Linked DNA regions of Xenopus tropicalis: region 2 is linked to region 1. A link is a contact called in public Hi-C data. All regions are on one chromosome and are shown on one strand. Each heading gives the region's core, a stretch centred on a gene start, on an enhancer-like site or on the middle of the called end of the contact. The rest is flanking DNA. Distances are from core to core; before and after follow the strand shown. Region 1 has its middle 60 kb from the start of fzd7. Region 2 holds the start of fzd7 (frizzled class receptor 7).

What was found. A called contact is a pair of places that touch in the nucleus more often than the background predicts.
Region 2: a contact with region 1 is called in a Hi-C map of neurula embryo, with 2.1 times the contacts expected there. The contact joins the promoter of fzd7 here to the enhancer-like site in region 1. A contact is called at or near these places in 2 of 5 Hi-C or Micro-C datasets (gastrula embryo and neurula embryo).

Annotation. Positions count from the first base shown.
Region 1 is chr9:52,148,813-52,151,745 of UCB_Xtro_10.0, forward strand. No RefSeq gene overlaps it. Among named protein-coding and RNA genes, the nearest start is that of fzd7, 60 kb to the right of the region's middle. Within about 2 kb of position 1,474, at least 3 of the 11 cell types and tissues checked have an H3K27ac peak or open chromatin away from gene starts, as enhancers often do. A contact at or near this core is called in neurula embryo, where this site is marked.
Region 2 is chr9:52,208,308-52,211,240 of UCB_Xtro_10.0, forward strand. fzd7 (frizzled class receptor 7) reads left to right here and starts at 1,481. Exons shown (of 1, transcript NM_001016741.2): 1 at 1,481-2,933. The coding sequence starts at 1,806.

The DNA.
Region 1 (2,933 bases), core at 224-2,723:
CTTTATTTTAACTATTACATTCACCTAACATTTGTACTACCCAGAAAGAGTAAAGTGAGGAGGTGTACTTTCAGAAGGTCCAGAGGTTCCACTGGCAGCTACAGATATTATTATTTTTAGGTATTTATAAAGCACCAACATATTCCACATCTCTGTACATTAAATGGGTGTAAACATTAAACACACAAAATCAAACAATAACCTATACAAGAGGTAGAGAGGGCCCTGCCCAAAAAGCCTTACACTCTAGAAGTTATATATTGCAATTGTGGAAATGGAACATGCCTGAGTCTGAATCTTATGTACTCAAAACTACATACATGTAATGTGATTTTTAAGACAGCTATTTAGAATGATTTGCATTTTAGTTCCTTTTTCAAGCTTAAGAAACAAAAACATTCCGAAAGCTTGCTGTGATTATCGTAAGGTGGCCATACATAGGCCAATTGTAGCTGCTCATATCGGTCACTGTAGGGGTAGCAATGACGGGCCTAGCCGACTGAAATTGCCCAGATATCAATCGGGCAGGTTAAAAAATTTAGTCAGATCGGGGACCGCATCGGCTCGTTTATGCAGTCCCTGAACCCACTGTGCCCATTGCCTTCTTTACAATTCGATCGTTTGGCCCTGGGGCCCCAAACGATCGAATTAGCCTTAATTTGCCCGGTATCGTCCACCTGTAGGTGGGGATATCAGGAGAAGATCCGCTCGCTTGGCGACCAATAAATTTATCCCACTTTTGTAATTTTTTTTCTTAATTTCAAAGGGTTACCCCGTAACATTAATAGAAATTGCGCTCTTCCTTTTTTGGGTGATTGCATCTGGAACACTCATACAATACACAGTAATTAAATCAACTAAAGGGATTATTATTTCACTTTATATATGATCTTTAATCTTCCGACAAACTTGGAGTTTATGGTGATAATGATGCAAATGCATTTTTAGAAATCAATTCAGTTATTGTTACCCAGTAATAATAATGTTGCTGTATGCTCCTATAACTAAATATATGATACAACTGATCCTCTATCACTTAGTAATATATTTGGGAATTTTTATATGACTAAATTTAAACCATCTCTTTAGTTATTGTTCTTATTTATTTAAATTTATTATGTTAGTAGTTGTTAAGGAGGATAGGTCCACTATTTATTTACATAAAGTCATTCACGCTGGATGGATAGATAGATAGATAGATAGATAGATAGATAGATGATAGATAATTTTGTGATACTTATATTTTCCTGTTCTTATGTATTATTAGCACTTCCTGTGTGAGATATATAGATGGTACTGTCATTTTCTGCCCACTATTCCCTGGTGGTATCTGGTTAGCATATGTTTGCAACAGTCAATGCAGCTTAGAGGGTCATTCCATTAGAATAGAATGCTTGTGCTGCATCACAATGCTTGTTTTTCAAGGTTTATGGAGAGGGGCAGGGGGTTGCCTTGCACACACCATGGCCCATAGAGAACTGTTTGTGCACTGTAGGAAAGACTTTCGGCTGAGAATGGCCTTGGGGCCTGCCTTCCCTGGGAAATCTTTGCAGTGTGAAATAAGAACCAGCCAGCTGATCACAGGGTGCCAGATAACCTTGCATAACCCCATCCAAATTCCATGCCATAGCAAATCTGTCAATCTGCTCATTCATTTGCTAATTGCCACCAAAACCTCCTGAACTTCTAATTATTTTCCATAGCATCCTTAGTCTTTTGTATAATTGTTTTGTGTATTTAAATTTGACTTCTTATTTTATTAAATACTAGTAAAACCTAAACTGTTCCTGTGTTTGCATTTTCTAACATTGTTTTGTCATAGAGAAATACAGTTTAAGGATAATAAACATATAATTAAAAAAAGATTCTTAGTTGAAACAAAATATCTGAAGAGACAGATTCCATTGCAAATTAGTACAACTGTTATAAATAATGTACTGCTTAAGGTAAATTATAAGTACAGTCAAAGTCTCCAACCTTTTCGTCTACATTTATAATATACTGTTATGTTGTGGTTACATTGACCTGTACTGCACACAAATAATGAGTAATGTTTTCCAACATGGAAAGTAGCACAGGTTTGTGGAATGAAAAGAATCACAGCAATCTTTGTAAAACTACTTAAAAGTATGTGTCCTCTCATGTGTTGTTGCACTAGGTCTAGACTAAAGGTGGCCAAACACGGTAAGATTTGCTTGTTTGGCAAGGTTGCCAAATGAACAAATCTTTCCCCTGATATTGCCAGCTTGGGTGAGCGATATTGTACATTGAAAAAAAGGGGAATAGGAAGTGAGGAACTTATCAATGAGCCGATGCGATCCCCGATCCAACAAGAAATCAAGCCTGTCCAATCCACATCAGGTCAATTTTTGGCCAGGTATAAACTGGGAAAGCTTGTTGGAGGGCCACATACACAGGCAGATTAGCCGCCAAGGCAATCTTAAAGACCTGAATCGGCAGCTGAAATCTGCCCCTGTATGGCCACCTTTATTCTGAAAATGTAAATATACAGCCAGTTAAGTGCAGTTATGATTCAATCCATTTACTGAAAAACAGGAGCTTTGGTCACTTCAGCCACACACATTAATGCATAATTAATAGGTATTATAGTTTACAAATATTCTATTTACAAATAATAGAACGAAGAACCAACAAAACTAGACTAAGGCCTGTTGGGCAAGTTTTGGGGTGAATGCATGAATATTTATTTGTCTAAATATTCATGGAAGCCCAGCATAAAGCTCAGAGAGAGCTTTAGGGTGAGCATATATTGACTAGACTTAAGTTGAAACTGTGGTTTAATAGCTATTAATCTTCTTATGGGCAGGATTTTGCCAAAAAAGTAAATTATTCACTCTGCTATATCAAAAATTAATGCTTTTGTAGACAAAAATGTCTACAAAAGCATTAGTTTTTAGTATAGCGGAGTGAAT
Region 2 (2,933 bases), core at 231-2,730, 60 kb after region 1:
TAAACCCTATTGCTTTAATATTAAACAATCTTTGTAATTATATAGTTTCTTTAGAGTATCAATATACCCTAAAAGTAAGCATACACAACTTTTCAACATAAATTCAGAAAGAAACAGTGTCATGTACCTGTAAAATACATATAATTACGTTTTTTTTTTTTTTTTTTTTTTTAAAACACAGGGTGTTAACATATTTATTACTGTTAGGCTCAATCCTAATATTTCAAAGACCAGACCTGACTTATTAGAAACCCTCTAGGGAAAAAGAGAATGGAAAGGGGGTGAGGGGAAAGAGGGAAAGGAGGCTGACAAAAACAAGAGAAGGCAATAAAGACAGATTGTGAGTTTTAACGGGGCTGATGAAATTATATAGGCAATTATACTTGGAACCTGGGGTAAAAAATCATTTAAACATTAAATAAACCCAATAAGATGGTTTTGCCACCAATAGATTCATTCAGCTTAGTTAGGATTAAGCACTCTGTTTTATCATTACAGAGAAAAATTAATTATTTGCTTATAACGGACTCTATGGAAAATGGCCTTCTGGTAGTTTGGAGCATTCTGGGTAATGGGTTTCCAGATAAGAAATCCCATACCTGTACTAGTAATATTGTTTTACTGTTCTGAAACTGGTTTTCATCCAGCACATTTCTCCCATGTTTGAGTGTGTAGAAAAGCATTAGCAGTATTTTACATAGGCAGAGCCTGACACCATCATAAAAAGAAGGCTAACCCACACTTTCACATTTACAAGCTCATTAGCTCCATTTACTGTCACCTAATTTTAGTAGCTGTACAGGCAGGGGGTGATAACATTCCACCTCTAACTCTGACTTCTAACTATTAAAATGTGCTCAACCCTTGCTATAAACAAAGCACTGAGAGAATAATGCATTAAAATAGCCTCTATTCATTGTGCAATTTCACAACAGACATAAATAAATGTTTTACATTTTTTAGATAGCTATTGATTAGATAGATATTAGATAGACATATATAGAAGAGAGGGGGTGAAAAGTGGCTCAGTCCTGGTCTCATCGTTTTCAAGTAAATAAAAGTCTAAATGAAATGCTAACTTGCTTTCTGCATTAGGACTTTTCCCTCTCACACACTTTCAGTCCCACAGTTTCACTACAAACCAGAACCTCGCCCTTCCCCCATATATCGCCCCTCGCTTTGTTCGGATTCCAGCACCCCCCACCCATCCCTGGTCTTTTCCTTCAAGCCAGGCAAAAGCCCAGCCAATCGAGAAACAAGCCCTAAGGCAAAACAAAGCCTCTCATTGGCCCGTGGTCAGCCGCCCAAGCCACGCCCCTTCTTTTTGCTCGGCCAAGGTTTGTGAATGGGGGGTCCAAAGAAGGGACTTGGATAATGGGCGGGCCTGCGGAGTTTAACACAAAACCCGCCCTTTCTGTTGATAACCCTCTTAAAAGGAGAGCGTTGTGGATTGGGAACAGTTTATGATAGGCTGTGGAGGTGGGAAAGTACGTTGAAGTTTCAGAGGAATAAGCGAAAGTTCCTCGGATTGTGCATGTAAGAGCGTGAATACGGAGGCGCGTAAGGAATCGGTGCGCTGAGCTGCTCTCTGTATCCCGAGTTAGAGAAGGAGCGGACTCGTACGGAGAAGGAGCGGACTCGTACGGAGAAGGAGCGGACTCGTACGGAGAAGGAGCGGACTCGTACAGAGAAGGAGCGGAGAAGTTCCGAAAGAGGAGAATTAGCTGGTTTGGCCTCACTCTCCAGCCCCCCCTGCTGTCTGCAGAGCCCCGCGAATCATCACCTGTTGCCGCCCGGGTCCCGGCATGTTCGCTACGGTCTCCCTGCTGTTCTGCCTACTCCTGCAGCCCTCCCCATCTGCCCAGCAGTACCACGGAGAAAAGGGCATCTCCGTGCCCGACCATGGATTCTGCCAGCCCATTTCCATACCTCTATGCACGGACATCGCATACAATCAGACCATCATGCCCAATCTGCTCGGACACACCAACCAGGAGGACGCGGGGCTGGAGGTGCACCAGTTCTATCCGCTGGTGAAAGTGCAGTGTTCCCCGGAGCTGCGCTTCTTCTTGTGCTCCATGTACGCCCCGGTGTGCACCGTGCTGGAGCAGGCCATTCCCCCCTGCCGGTCCCTGTGCGAGAGAGCCAGGCAGGGCTGCGAGGCGCTCATGAACAAGTTCGGCTTCCAGTGGCCGGAGCGGCTGCGCTGTGAGAATTTCCCGGTACACGGAGCGGGGGAGATCTGCGTGGGGCAGAACACTTCGGATAACAGTCCGTCCGGCCCCACCGCCCGGCCCACCCCTTACCTGCCGGACAGTATCACCTTCCACCCTCACCCCAACCGGGACTTCACCTGCCCGCGGCAGCTCAAGGTGCCCCCCTACCTGGGCTACCGCTTTCTGGGCGAGAAGGACTGCGGCGCCCCCTGCGAGCCGGGCAAGGCCAATGGGCTCATGTACTTTAAGGAGGAAGAAGTGCGCTTCGCCCGGCTGTGGGTGGGCATCTGGGCCATCCTGTGCGGCATCTCCACACTCTTCACCGTGCTCACCTACCTGGTGGATATGCGGCGTTTCAGCTACCCCGAGCGGCCCATCATCTTCCTGTCCGGCTGCTACTTCATGGTGGCCGTGGCTTACACCGCGGGGTTCCTGCTGGAGGAGCGGGGGGTGTGCGTGGAGCGCTTCTCGGAGGACAGTTACCGGACTGTGGCGCAGGGCACCAAGAAGGAGGGCTGCACCATCCTCTTCATGATCCTCTACTTCTTCGGCATGGCCAGCTCCATCTGGTGGGTTATACTGTCCCTTACCTGGTTCCTGGCGGCGGGCATGAAGTGGGGGCACGAAGCCATCGAGGCCAACTCGCAATACTTCCACTTGGCAGCCTGGGCAGTGCCCGCAGTGAAGACCATCACCATCCTGGCTATGGGGCAGGTG